Linked DNA regions of Mus musculus: region 2 is linked to region 1. Evidence: chromatin contacts called from public Micro-C data. All regions are on one chromosome and are shown on one strand. Each heading gives the region's core, a stretch centred on a gene start, on an enhancer-like site or on the middle of the called end of the contact. The rest is flanking DNA. Distances are from core to core; before and after follow the strand shown. Region 1 overlaps Nfia (nuclear factor I/A). Region 2 overlaps Patj (PATJ, crumbs cell polarity complex component).

Region 1 (6,906 bases), core at 1,523-4,022:
GTTATAATGCCAGCTTTAGGACAGAAAGAATTATAAGAAAACCAGCATAATACCTGATATATTAAAATGTAGTGCCTGTGAAACCTGTATTATACTGCTCTTCTGAAGTAAGACTTTTCTACACCGGTAGCCTTCGCTGTCTGTCAGTCAGGACCTCTGGTATAGGTGATGTAAAATAACCGTACAATATTATGCATGCTATCCCATAATGCTTAGTGACTGTATGATATTACTCAGAGTTCTGTTAGACTTTTTTTCTGCCTCGGTTCTTATCGGCTAGGTTTGAGGTATTTCACTGAGAACGTGAACTCGGTCTTCCTTCCAGCTGTCGTCAGGATCTTGGAGGTGTACACTTACTTAAATTCAGTATTACTTGTGTGTGTTTTCATTTTTTTGTTGTTGTTTTTTGTTTTTGTTTTGTTTTGTTTTTTGTTTTGTTTTGTTTTCTTTTGTTTCTCCTAAGGGACAAGCATGGGTGTTTGATTTCAGAAATCAGTATCTGGTGAGATTTTTGTCTCAAAACTACCATTTGAATTTCAAGAACTCTGCTGCAAAACCACTCTGAGAATGTTTCCAAGTGAGAGTCACTTTCTTGACCCTCAAGAGAAGCTAGACGACACAGAAGAACCTTAATGGACAGTGTACCCATGCTTGATCTGTCTCACACCAGACTTCCTTGTAGTAAAAAGAAAAACAAAACAAAACAAAAGAACTTTAAGAAATCACTTAGCTGTTTAGTTACATGCACAGATGCAATATTTTCTTCAAAAATATAACTCTGTACAAACTTTGGGCCCGATTCATAAGAAAGAAGTTTGCTATTAACACGGGATTTTAAAAAATATGCTCTCTCTCTCTCTGCTCTCTCTCTCTCTCTAAATTTGGATATATTTTCTTCCCAAATTGAATATTTCCTTTGTTTAACTCCCCCCCCCCCCAATAGCACCCATTTGCCTCTCATTCTCCCAAGGGTTGCATTAAGGAAGTTGGAGGGATGCTATATGGGGACTGGATCCCAGTAAGGCTCACAAGGCTAAGGGGAACTTAAGTATGGGATACAGCACATGGATGCACCCCTCTGTGTGTCAGGCATCCTCCATGTGGACTCACTGTGCTGTTGGGACTGAAACACTAACTTTGTAAAATGTGTCTGGACCACAAGAGGATACAGGAGAAGTGCTACCTCTGATCTAACTAGAGCAAGCTCATGGCAGAAAATATCACAAACTTTAAAATGTGAAGATTCCTGTCTCTCCCGTGGTTTTAAAGGCAAGTGGTGTCCAAGAAACAGAGCATCCTTCCTGCCGTTCAACGCTCAGCTTTTCCGAAAACCTAAAGCTTGTGTTCTCTTTGCTTTGACTGCAAATTGTACTGCTCTTGTTTTTTTAATTTTTTTCTTGGTCATGGTCTGTAAATTTGCTTTTTTTCTTTCTTTCTTTTTTAACCTGTTATTGTCCACTAAAGGTCTTAGATGTCTGGCCATGTGAGAATGCAGTAAGGGGGCTGCCAGCTCTCTTCTCCCTCAGACCATTGTCTCCCCGCTGAACTCGGCTGCCTTGCCACCGAGGTGCCAGCCAGGCTAGAGGAGTGCCAGCAGGTCCCAGTAGGTCCTTAGGAAGGCTGTCAAGGCCCAGTCCATGGTTCCTTCTCTGCTTCTCCTACATACCTTTCCCATCACACATGAAAAAAGAAAAAAACAAATCTGCTCAGAGTGCCTCTGGTTTCTTTTCAAATTGTGGGGGGAAGGATTAAAAACTTCAAATGATGGAAAAAGAGATCTCTTGTGAAACGAAACGCCCCGTGTTAATAACTTGGTCTGAAATTGTTTTTATGAGCCGGGCCCCCTGTGCCTCTAGCATATGTGTATTGACTCTCATAGTTACCCTTTTCGTTTACTGTGTTCTGTGAAAACTTGTAATTGGTTGAGAATCACTGTGGGCGTCCATTCTTATCAACTAAATCTCCACAGGGTTTTTGTGCTGGTGTGGATTAGTTTAACTCTTGTATTCAACCGTTAGTGCTACCACCTTCTCACATTACAATACAATTACTGGAAGCAAGTACTGCATTTCCTATGCAACAAAAAAAGGAAAAATAAAAAAAAAATTGCTAATGCTACGGAAGCCGTGTCCTCTTTTGCTGTGTACACAATGCCTGGGGTGAGTGAGCTGTGTTGTGGGCTGGTGCTTTCCCCACAAGTCGGGCTTTCTGCGTTCACCTTGACAGATTCTAGGTGTATAGGGTCTTTCACAGGGTTCCAAGGAGAGTGTTGCTGGCCTTCTACCTGCCTGGGCCAATGCAAGCTTGCAGATCCCACCTGGAGCTTCCTGTGTGTCTGGTATGCTTGCCTATGTGATCTGTTTTTTGCTATGGGAGTCAGGAAGTGGATCCCAAGAGGGGAGGGGGTCCAAATGGCCCTGGACTATATAACTAGAAAGCACAGCCACCAGCCATGGATCCCGAGAGATACAAGGAGACAGGATCAGGTACTAAGGGTGGAATACACATGGCTGATACTTGTATCATTTTGGGGGATACAGGCGCACACCATCAGAGAGGAAATACTATGTGGCTGGTACTAGGAGCTCTGGGAGAAGAATGGCTAGTGCTAGAAATCGGGATGAAGCTGAGGTGTCTATGGAGTAAGGACTAGCTGAAGCTGGGGATCCTGGAAGCAGCTGGAGAATGCTGCACGCCTCTACCTCCTGTGACACTGTGAACAGCACACTGTTGTCACCACACTGTGGGCAGCGAGCTCTCTCCTCTCTCTCCTCCTCTTGGCTCACACCAGTGTTCCTAGTACTAGTTCCTTGTTTCTTGGCTGGAACTAGTAGTAGCTAGCCATTTAGAAAGTCTGGAAACTGAACCAAGAAAACTATCAGTCCCAGCCTCACCAGCAGAGTATAAACCAGTGAGCTAGGCAGGGAGAGACACAAACTAGGAGTACACACATTTAACCTATTTTTTTAAAGCTTGATGCCACACTGTGAGGCGAGTCTAGTTTTTATCCTCTTATAGATGAGGCTCCTGAACAGAGATTAGTAACTGGAAGCCATACAAAGAATAATCATCTGTGTGTGATTCTAATCTGAGAAGTCAGATGCCTACATTTTCCCAGTAATCACCAGATCTTCATTCTGTTAACTGCTTACCAGCAATACTGGTGAAGTGTCTACCATGTGCCAGAAACTATGCCAATGCTAAGACTAGTAAGTAAACAAAAACTGGGTATCTGTTCTTCTGAGCCATGTAGTCTAGTAGTTAAAAAAAATAAAATAAAATAAAGTCCACTCAAATCAGCCCAGCGCCACAGTCATGATGAGTCTTCACATTGTTCTGAAGGCCACTGAGGCCAGTGTCACAGATAATAACTGACAAAGCAAAAGAGGGAAGGAGACTCTTGCATAATGAGCAGTAAGGAAACACTATGTAAAATGTACCTGCATTCAAAGGGACCCCAGGGAAGGTGTATTAAACTGAAGAAAGGAAACTCTCTGGTGCAACAGGGAGTCTGACCTTGAAGTCAAGACGCTGCATGTGCTTGCAGCACATAATGGGTTTTCCCCCTCTTAAAGCACACTCATTACTGTCCTCATCACTTTGAAATGACATGTGGCAAAAACAGGAGAGACTTGTTTGGGCTCATAGTTTTGTCAGGGCTTCCATATGTCAAACTGTGGAAGGCAGGGTGGGACTCTTGGTGGTGGGAGTGTGTGAATCAGAGACCCCCTCGAATCACAATGGACCAGGAAACAGCACAGAACAGCACCAGGGAAAGTATAGCCTTCAAAGTCCTCAAGCATCCTACTTCTACCAGCCAGGCCATGACACCTAATGACCCTGGGGCCTTCAAAACACCAAGTTCCCAAACTGGGGACTAAGTATTCAAAACATGAGCCTGCAGGGGAACATTTCACCTTCAAACCACAGCAGCTTATAAAATCTTATCTATTCATTAGATTTGTGTATACTATCAAAGAAATAACCCCACATCTCACAGCAATGAAGATTTTAATCTTACTTAACACGTCTCTTGTGGGTAGCCTGAGACCTCTGCACAGGATTGCCTCATTCTAGGACGCTAGACAGAAAACAGATAGTGTTTGACCATTGCGGGAGGTATTGGCAGGATTCATAATAGCTTTTAACATCTGGAATAGACTCCCACCACTTTGGCTCACATTTCATTGGTCAAAGCCAATCACAGGAAGGCTAGAGAACAGGACTAGTCATGAGCTGGAGAGACAAAGATTAAGCTGAGTAGAGAAGAATGTTGAAGTCAGAGTGGCAGAGAGGTGACAGGCAATGAGTGCAGGTTCACAGTAGAGCACAAGTAAACATAGTAGAGACCAAAGAGGACATAAATACCTACTAATCGCTAAACGCTCACATGCCAAGCAGTTTAGGTGATTGATTTATCACCTCACATTTAGTATTTGGCTCTGACTGCAACTATTGAAGAGGCACAATCAGTCCTTACGAAGCATTCCTGACTCAAGTTAATTGAGCAACTTTCTAGTACTTGCCTTAGCATTTAAGTTAAATCATATCAGTCCCCAATCACATTGATCTTTATAATTTGGCCTCATGAAACTGAAATCTAAGTCAATCCAAATCATCTAGGTCAGGTGGTATGCAACACAGCGCTTGGACATGGGACAACATTGTAAATCAAGACCGTGGAATCAAGTACCAAACTGGCCCAGGTGACTCCTAGCTCTCCATTTTAGTAGCTCTATGGCATTGGCTGGTGCCTCAGTTTTCCTATTGGTTAGATGAGAATGATTATTACAGGATCATTATAGATATCTGACGAATTAAAATGTGTTTAGCGTAGCATATTGTAAATGCCATCACCAAAGAAAGGACCCCTGGTAAAGGTTTCAGTGCACAGTAATGCAAGTCTTCTTCTTGTTCATTCCCAGGCTGCCATTTGGCTGAATTCTGAAACCTGACTCAACTAAGCAGGAAAAGGTATCCCAAGAAATGTCGTCTAGGGTTTACATCTTGATATCTTATTTTCTGAACTCTGCTATAGTAAGGGCCTCAGTTTTTCCATCTACAAAGTGGAAATGAGTGTGGTGCCTACGGTCAAAGACCATGAGAAGGATTGAAAACAACTGATGCAAGTAGATCACCCAGCAGAGTACCAGTCATGTAAGAACCTAGTATCATGTGGTTCATCCTGGAAGAAAGCAGCCTTGACACCCTGGAGGACAGAGATGTTACAGAGAGAAGCTAAGCATAAAACCAGAGTCCCCCTAGGTGAGGTAATACAAGGCTGTAGCCTGTGAGACAGAGACAGGAGGATTATGAGTTTGTAGTTAGTTTGAACTACACACATCCTGTCTCAAGAGGGTCAATGAGGAGAGGGTGAACAGAGGAGGAGGAGGAGAAGCAGGAGGAAGAGGAGGGATGAGATGGGGAGAAGCAGGAGGAAAAAACAGATCAAAGAAACCAAGGAACTGGAGAGAATCCCACTCCCTTCTTTCATTGGTCACGGGATATTAAACACATTACTTCTCACCTTGATTTTCAGTTTCCTCACCTGCCAAGTGAATACAGTAACGTCTCTCTTCCTGGAGAAAGAAGTCCAAAGAGTGCAGTAAAGTCAAGTGAGAAAGCACTGGGAAAGGCGAGCATCAAGCATGGAGCAGACTTGAGAGAATCCAGCTCCAGGGCATCCCTGGCCCAGGTTCCATCTTCCTGGACAGGCTTGGCCAACAGAGTAACTGATTCTTATCTGCAGGAAAATGAGCCTGACTGAAGCTGTGTCAGTCATCATTGTTGAGCCTTCAAGTTCTGGCTCCTTGGTAAAAATGAACATGGCCAAGTAGGAAAGGACCCACTGGACACTGGCAGAAAGCAGGGCCTCCTTTGTTTTGTAACAGAGAAAGTATCATCTATCTCTGCATTGCATCACTCCAACCCATGTTGGCTTTGCATCCAGCACATTCAGAATGCATTCCAGTCCTGTTCAGCCAGCACTGCTCATAAAACAGCAGGCACGCTGGCTTCTACTAGCCCATTGCAGGCACATGCTGCTTAGTCTGGTGTCATCGGTGCCCACATTATGCCAATCAAGCCACTTCTTTTCCCCCAGTGAAGTCCATCCATCTTTTCCAAAGAAACACTACATTCATTACTCCTCTTCTCCATGTCTCTCATGCTCTCCCTCTCCCAGATCACCATGCCTGTCCTGTCTCCTCTTGAAGCACTCAGACTTGAGCACCTCACTCTTTTGGACAAGGCCTATTCAAATTATGCTTATTTCTGGAGTGTGTGTGTGTGTGTCTGTCTGTGTCTGTGTGTGTCTGTAAGTGTGTGTGTGTGCTACTAGAAATTGAACCTTGACCCTCACTCGTGATAAACACATGCACTACCACTCAGCTATCTCTCCAAACCTTTTCTCATTTCTTATTTTGAGACAGGATCTCACCAATTTGCCCAGGCTAGCCCAGGCTAGCTCAGGCTAACCTTGAACATACTCTATAGCCTAAGAGGACCTCCAATTTGTAGTCTTCCCACTTCAGCATTTTGAATAGCTGGGTTGCAGATCTGGTTCACATTGCAGTTCTCATTATAGAAAAATACCATGTGTTTATAAATTTAGAATTGGCAAATAAACTAATACTTATCTACAATCTATCGATTTACAATCAACATAGGCCTGTCTGCCCTTTCTCTTCTTTCTATCCATGTTCAGACTATTCTGAAGCAAATCTCAGTTAGTATGTAATTCCATTTCTATTTGTGACTACATCCCCAAAAGACAAGATTCTTTTATGAAATGTCGAGATACCATTTTTATAATTCAAACTGTTAATAAAATTTCTTGATATCATCAGTTATCTGTATTAAAATATTTGCAAATGTCTCTCTCTTTTTTTTTAATGATTTGGAATC
Region 2 (7,048 bases), core at 1,324-3,823, 380 kb after region 1:
GCTGCTATGTGGGTGCTGGGAATCAAGCCAGAGCCCTCTGCAAGATCAGCAAGTACTCTTACCCTCTGAGCCGAGCCGCCTTGGCTGCCCTAGAGGGATCTTTTAAAGGGATGAGGTGCTGTGCTCACACAGGACCCTGCTGTCTGCACAGGCTGATCTCTTTCTGTGTGATGAGCAAGGTAGACGGAAGCCAGCTTTCTCCCTTGGACATTTCTTCTCGTTCCCTCTAGTAAATCCTGTGGATTTGTTCTGCTGGGCAAGGTGCTATCCTAGATATCAATATAGCCTCAAGGAAGAGGGTTCTGGGCAGCCTGCTAGGGAACAGATGTGTTTAATGTGTAAGTGGTCTTGGATGCTGGAAGCAGTGACATAGTTGCCTGGTGTCCCCCACTGACAGTAGCTTTCTCTCTCTGCCAGCCCTTCCCTACATCCTCATACTGGATATTCACTTAAATAAGCATACTAGAATCAAAGATTGCTCAATGCGTGTACACTTTTGTTGTGGTTGCTTTTTCTCATCAATAGAATTCTCACTAAAATAAAACACAAGTTGAAATTTTGGTCCGTGTTGCTGCTTAGACATTTAAGGCAAGAGATGAAATACACAAATATATTTAGAATATTTACTCCATACATTTAGTCAAAATTCATGTATGATTTATGGACATATCAATATGTATTATATGGTAGGACATTGATGAAGATTGTTTCAGCACTAATAAACTCTGAACCACTACCACTTAATTTTCTATTAATTCTTCTCCCTGCTACAATGATGGTAGGGTGGACTTGGATCTTTACTTGCCCGCTGTTTGTACTGATGGACTTCTGGAATCATACCTTACCATGTAATCAATCATACCTTACCATGTAATCATTCATACATTATCATGTAATCTATGTTTGTTGTTTCCTACATAACTTCTCGAACCTGAAGATGACTGTGTACAGTATTTTCTGTGGCCTGTATTCTGTCAAGTCACATATGGAATTTTCTACCTGTGTAATATACATAGTTATTTCAGATTTAGGAATAAACTAAGATATGCAATGATACTATTAACATATATAATATTACAATCCTTGAGAGGATTTAAAACTATTCAAATGTATTATGAACATGTAGTTCCTAGCACCCAGTTAGGTCCTCAAGAGGGTTGAGGAACATTACTACTCTGTCCTATTAAGACTCTATTTATAGCATATAAATAATACCTAAGAAGTTCTATGTTGATTCTCCTCCACCACCCACATGCTCTTGTTTTAGGTAAAGGATGAACTATGACAGTTTCTTGTATGTGTTGTTCACCTGGCCGACCATATAAATTGTGTAAATGTCTGTATTATGTACTTTTTAGGCATATAGTTTGATGGTATTAAATACCATTGCACTGTTGTGTAACCACCATCTCTGTCCATCTCCAGAACCTTATCTTCCTTCATAGGAATGGTGAGCCCGCCAATTAATAAATGCCCTCCCCTTGCCCATTCTCCCTGGCACTAACTGTAACTCTGTCTTCTGTTTAAGAATTTGACTACTTCATAGAAGTGAAGCTGTGATAATTACCATTATATGTCTGGCTTACTTCATGAAGCATAAGCTCTTCAAGGTTCATTCATGTGTATGTCAGACGACCTCACTGAGGTAGAAGAATTAACCCTGTATGTATGTCTCAATGGAAAAATCTTTTCTTCTGACCCTCTCAGAGCTGATCCCGGAGAGTATCTGTTAAAGTGAGAGACAATGTTAGTGCAGAATTCAGAAAAGTTTTCTGTGGGTACAACAAATTGGTTTGTTTAGGATCCACAAATGAAACTTGGGGGACAAATGTGACAAGGAAATTTGTGACAGTGTTATTATTCCGGTGCTACAGGTGCTGCCACCTTCAGGCTGGAATGAGGATTGGCCTTCTGTTCTTCATGGACGTAGACCCATCCTCATTGACCTGTGACTGCTTATTTCCCACAAGTGGCCTCTTGGCATCCCCGTCTCTCCTGCCTTTGCAGTTTTTGAGACATGGGCTTACTATGTAGAACATGCTCTTGTCCACCGTGAAATGGACTTGCCTCAGTTCTCAGGTGCCTGTGTCATCCAGCCAGCTGCTGCTGCTGCTTTCAATTATGCAAGGGAAGTTCTAGAGAATGGCTTCTTTTTTGTACTTGCAAAATATATGATGGTTTTAGCCTGAAGCTTCGGCGAATGTTCTCTCATGTGCCACATTTTGGCTTTCTATGTAAATGCTGGGAACTGAACCAGGATCCTTTGAAACAGCCATATGTGCTTTTAGCTACGAAGCCATGACCTGGACCAGCAAGTTGTTCTTCAATGACAGGGTCCTCAGAAAGGGGACCAGAAGCTCAGAAGCAAATGGTAGAACATAGAGAAGATAAGAAAGTTTGAGACCAAGAGGTCTTGTCAAGCTATGTCTTGGACCAAATAAGCTCATTAAGAAGTACAGCACCTTATGTTCTATTTCTAGGAGAGAAGTGGGGCAGAGTAAGCAGAGTCTGTCATACAATAGGATCAAGGCAGCGGGAAGCTAATTAAACAAAGTTGCACAAGGGCAACGTGGTTTCTCAAGAGCATTATAAATCTAGCCTACAGCAGTCTTGGGACTGAACCATAGCCATAGTTCCCCCAAGGCCCTGGCCTCAGGCCATGACCTGCTCTGCCAAGCATATTCCTGGTTGTAGAGAAGGCTGTGTTTCTTCTCTATACATCAGTGCCCCAAGGTGTGTGATGAGTGGGTTTCAAGGCCCTGGACTAAGGATATTACTGGCTTTGCCAAACACTTCTCTATATACCAGGGCCTCAGGGGAGGCCTAGGTTGATCAGTCTAGCTCTTAGTAGAGCAGTGTCTCTAGTCCTCCACCCTATTATTCATGGATAATGTTGCTGTAAATATTGGTATATAAATACCTGCTCATCACCTGTTTTCAGTTCTCTTGGGTTGCCAAATTAAATCACAATCAGAGATTCTCCGAAGGCTTGTGGTGTTTATTTGGGAATAACAGAATAACTGAGAATGCACAGGTCATAGTGACCAGTAAGCATTTTCTAGGAGTCTAAGGCAAGTTTTTAAAAGAGAAGAATTTGCAGTCACAGTCCATTGAATATGAAGTCCCTGCTCTTGAAGTCCTAAAGTCATAGTTGGCCCAGATTATTAATGGAAATGCTTATTGGGGAGGTATTCTGTTAGAAGTGTCTTGTTGGAACTTTTGTAGAACTCACAAATACTAAGCACTATAAATGAAATGTGTATGTTCATGGGGCATGTTAAGAATGGGGCGTTTCCATAGGAAGATGTTGGGAAGAGCTGAGCATGGTACGTACATGGAGTGTATGAACCAGGTTCTGTAATCCCAACTGATGGGACGTAGAGGCGGGAGGGTGAGGAGTTCAGGGTCGGCTTTTGCTCCACAGTAAATCTGAGGTCAGTGCTAAGTTAGACCCTGATTTTAAACCAACAGAATTCAGAGACCTCAAGAAGGACCTTCAACATTGTCTCCGACAGCCAAGTATTTTCCTTTCCTCGTTCTCTGGTTCTGATCTTATGGTGATGTGACCAAAGGGATTGGGTTAGCTTTTCTCAGAGCATTGTACCATGCAATGTTCAGTGTCCAGCTTTGCCACACCCTTGCTAATGCTGGCTTGCCTGAGTTTTTCAAATTTGTGTTTGTGAGTAGCAAGTGTGCCCTACTGTGTGATTCGCTTTGAGATGACAACTTGCTCATATCCCAGTGCCTTAGTTACTGTCCTGTTGTATGAGTTGATAGCTGCCCAGCAGAAAATGTAAAGGAAGAGGCTCATTACTTCAAAGGGATTTCTACCTGTTTATTATAAGAGGGAAGGCAAAATGGCAGGAAATAGTTCTTGGTGGCAGAAATGTGGGAGAAGCTTATTCAGGGATGGTGAACAGGGAACAGAGAACACAGGCTGGAACCAGAGGTGACTGGAACCCTAAGAGGCCCATTCCTGGTGACCAGCTGCTGTCAAAATATCACTGCAGGCCCTTAAAATATGGCCTGTGGTGGGCATTGCAGACTCAAAGCAGCTCTGGCTAGCTGTGAATTCTACTTTCTCTTGCCTTAGGCCTCTCTGAGTGCTGGGGACACAGAGCAGAGATTATAGACTTGCACCAGCACATCTATCTCGTTATGACTGATTTGCATTTTGTTAATTAGTGGTTAGTGATGTTAAGCATCTTTTTTTATTGACTCAATATGTATTTGTGGGAAAACCTACTTTACAACCATCTGCCCATATTTTTTAAAGGTCTTGATTTTTTTGTTTGTGCTTTTGTTTTTGTTTTGATTTTACTTCAGTATTATTTGCCTCAGAATGATGGGGGGGGGCATTCTCTATTTATAGAGAAAATAAAAACCACAAATTCAATTTTCTAAGATCTAAGCTTGTAAATTTGCTTACTGAAAGCTGGAAAGATGGGTCAGCATCTAAGAGCACTGGTTGCTCTACCAGAGGACCTGGGTTTAGTCTCAGTACCTCCCAGGCAGGCACCAAGGTACACAGACAAGCATATAGACAAAACACTCACTCAATAAAATAAAAATAATAAAATAAAAATCTGCTTTACTAAAAGCCAAAAATATTGCAAAATGCCTTCCCTTTTACGTCCTCCATGCCTTCGTCCCTCCTTTCCTTTCTTTGAGAAGTCACTTTTCCTTTTATTCCAGTTGGACAGGACCTTACTTCTCAAGCCATGCCATCTTTGAGTTGAATGGTGCATTGTGGGCTCCATTGGTCATCTGACTTTATATTCTCTGTGATCATGATTTGTTTCGGGAAAGCTGTCAGGAATTAGCATAGTAGTTCTCAGCGTGTACTCTCTACCACTGAAGTTTGACTATTTTATTTTTAAAGGTTTTTTTTTTTTTAAGATGTCTTTATGTATGTGAGTACACTGTAGCTGTACAGATGGTTTGGGGCCTTCATGTAGTTGTTGGGAATTGAATTTTTTGGACCTCTGCTCACTCTGATCAACCCTGGTCAACCCTGCTTGCTCCGGCCAACTCAGCTCGCTCATTCCCTGCTCGCTCCAACCCAAAGATTTATTTATTATACACTGTAGTTATTTTCAGACGCACCAGAAGGGGGCATCAGATCTCATTACTGGTGGTTGTGAGCCGCCATGTGGTTGCTGGGATTTGAACTTAGGGCCTTTGGAAGAGCAGTCAGTGCTTTTACCCGCCGAGCCATCTCTCCAGCCCTATTTATTTATTTATTTGTAAGTGTATTGTCACTGTCTACAGACACCAGAAGAGGGCATCGGATCCCATTACAGATGGTTGTGAGTCACCATGTGGTTCCTGGGAATTGAACCCAGGACCTCTAGAGAAGCAGTCAGTGTTCTTAACTGCTGAGACATCTCTCTAGGCCCGAAGTCTGACTATTCTAATTCTATAGAAAGTGGATCATTAGAAAATATAACCATTCATACTTTTGAGCAATCAAAATCTCCAACAATAAAAAACAAACAATAGTCCCTGCTGTGGCGGTACTCTTGTAATTCCAGCAGTCAGTAGTTGGAGGCAGAGGATCATAGATAAGGCTAGCCAGAGTTACAGAGCTAGAGCAAGTTACAGAGTTTGGAAAAGTAAGACCGAAGTTTTAAAAATGCTAATCATTTAAGTTAATATATCTATATGGAGAGCATAAAATTTTAATTTATGATCTTCCCTCTTCCTCCCTCTCGCTCTTCCTTCTTACCCTTTCTGCCTCTCCCTCTTTCCTTCTCGCCAATAAACCTCCTTTATATTAATTTTTAAAAAATTATTCTTATAGAAATTTATGACAAATTATGTTCTATGTCTGTGGGCCAATATAACAAACATACCATTTTCTGGAGGAGGTTAACATCAGAAATGTATTTCTCATCCTGAGAAGTATAAGGATAAGGTCAGTGTGTCAGTGGTTTTGATGCTTAGGAAAGACTCAGTTTAGTTCACAGATGGAACATTCTATTATCGGGTTGTCTGGAAATCTCTTACTGGGCCTTTTCTTTCCAGTCTCTGGTCTCCTTCATTAAGGCTTCCATGCCTGGATGCCTCACTGAGACCTGCCTCTGTACACCTCTACCTGGGACAAGTGGGACCAGACAAATCCTGCTTCCTAGCTTGCAGGGCCCTGAAATTAAATTGCATTAAAAATAGATAAACAAGAGAAACATATGTGTATTTACTTCATAGCTTTATGTAGCATGGGAGCCTCGTAGCAGCTAGAGTCAGTTCCCCCGGTACTGAGTGTGGAGGAAGAATAACTTGTGAAAGTGCTGCTTGGTGTTAGGGAGAGACTTAAGGTCTCTGCTGCTTATCCTTGAAGAAGAAGTTGCTCTCTCTTTCCCTTCAGGGGCAATGTCTTTCATGAGTGGATTTCAATTCCGGCTTCTTGTAGGAAACAGCTTGAAGGTCAAAGCAATCCTTTTGTACCTGCTGTGTTTCAAGTGCATTCAATTTAAAAGTCTGTGTCTCACTACTTAACCTCTTTGAGTATTTTGATTTAACATAAGCCCTTTTGTTTTAGCATTCCAGCAGTGTATATCTGTAAAAACCCATAAAAGACGAGGCCAGAAAGGGAAGAAAAGAGGAAAGGGCACTAAGTTATCAGCAGTGTTTGTCAATCTGTCAGTTCTGGTTTGGGCGGACCTGCACGACAGGCATCTGGTGTGTGCAAGTTCAAAACCAACCTGGTTTACTCAAGTGAGACCCTGTCTGGAAAATGAAACTTAAGTTCAACAAGCAAAGAAAACAAGAGTGCTGAGGGAGCCGAGCAAAGGCCGAGAAATAGCAGCGATGTCATGGGTGTCAGAGGAACACATGTAGGATGCCATGTATCACCAAGTGACTTGATTGACAGCCAGGTCTGTCTGTCTGTCTGTTTCTACTCTGGGAGATACTGGTTTGTATTCATTTGTTAATGCTTAAAAACAAAACTCTTCCTAACTATGCAGGTTTCCAAGTCCTAGGCTCATGCAGCATTTGTTGCGACTCAGGAGAATAACCCGTGTACGGGGGATTAGGGTGGCAGGGA

Evidence for each region. Hi-C and Micro-C count contacts between places; a contact is called where the count stands out from the background.
Region 2: a contact with region 1 is called in a Micro-C map of brown adipocytes, with 2.4 times the contacts expected there. The contact joins two enhancer-like sites. A contact is called at or near these places in 2 of 484 Hi-C or Micro-C datasets (3T3-L1-derived adipocytes and brown adipocytes).

The regions. Positions count from the first base shown.
Region 1 is chr4:98,116,754-98,123,659 of GRCm38.p6, forward strand. Nfia (nuclear factor I/A) reads left to right here. Exons shown (of 11, transcript NM_010905.3): 11 at 1-2,123. Among named protein-coding and RNA genes, the nearest start is that of Gm34784, 5.9 kb to the right of the region's middle. Within about 2 kb of position 2,773, at least 20 of the 459 cell types and tissues checked have an H3K27ac peak or open chromatin away from gene starts, as enhancers often do. A contact at or near this core is called in 3T3-L1-derived adipocytes and brown adipocytes, where this site is marked.
Region 2 is chr4:98,498,483-98,505,530 of GRCm38.p6, forward strand. All of the region lies in intron 20 of Patj (PATJ, crumbs cell polarity complex component), which reads left to right. Among named protein-coding and RNA genes, the nearest start is that of Gm40210, 78 kb to the right of the region's middle. Within about 2 kb of position 2,574, at least 8 of the 459 cell types and tissues checked have an H3K27ac peak or open chromatin away from gene starts, as enhancers often do. A contact at or near this core is called in 3T3-L1-derived adipocytes and brown adipocytes, where this site is marked.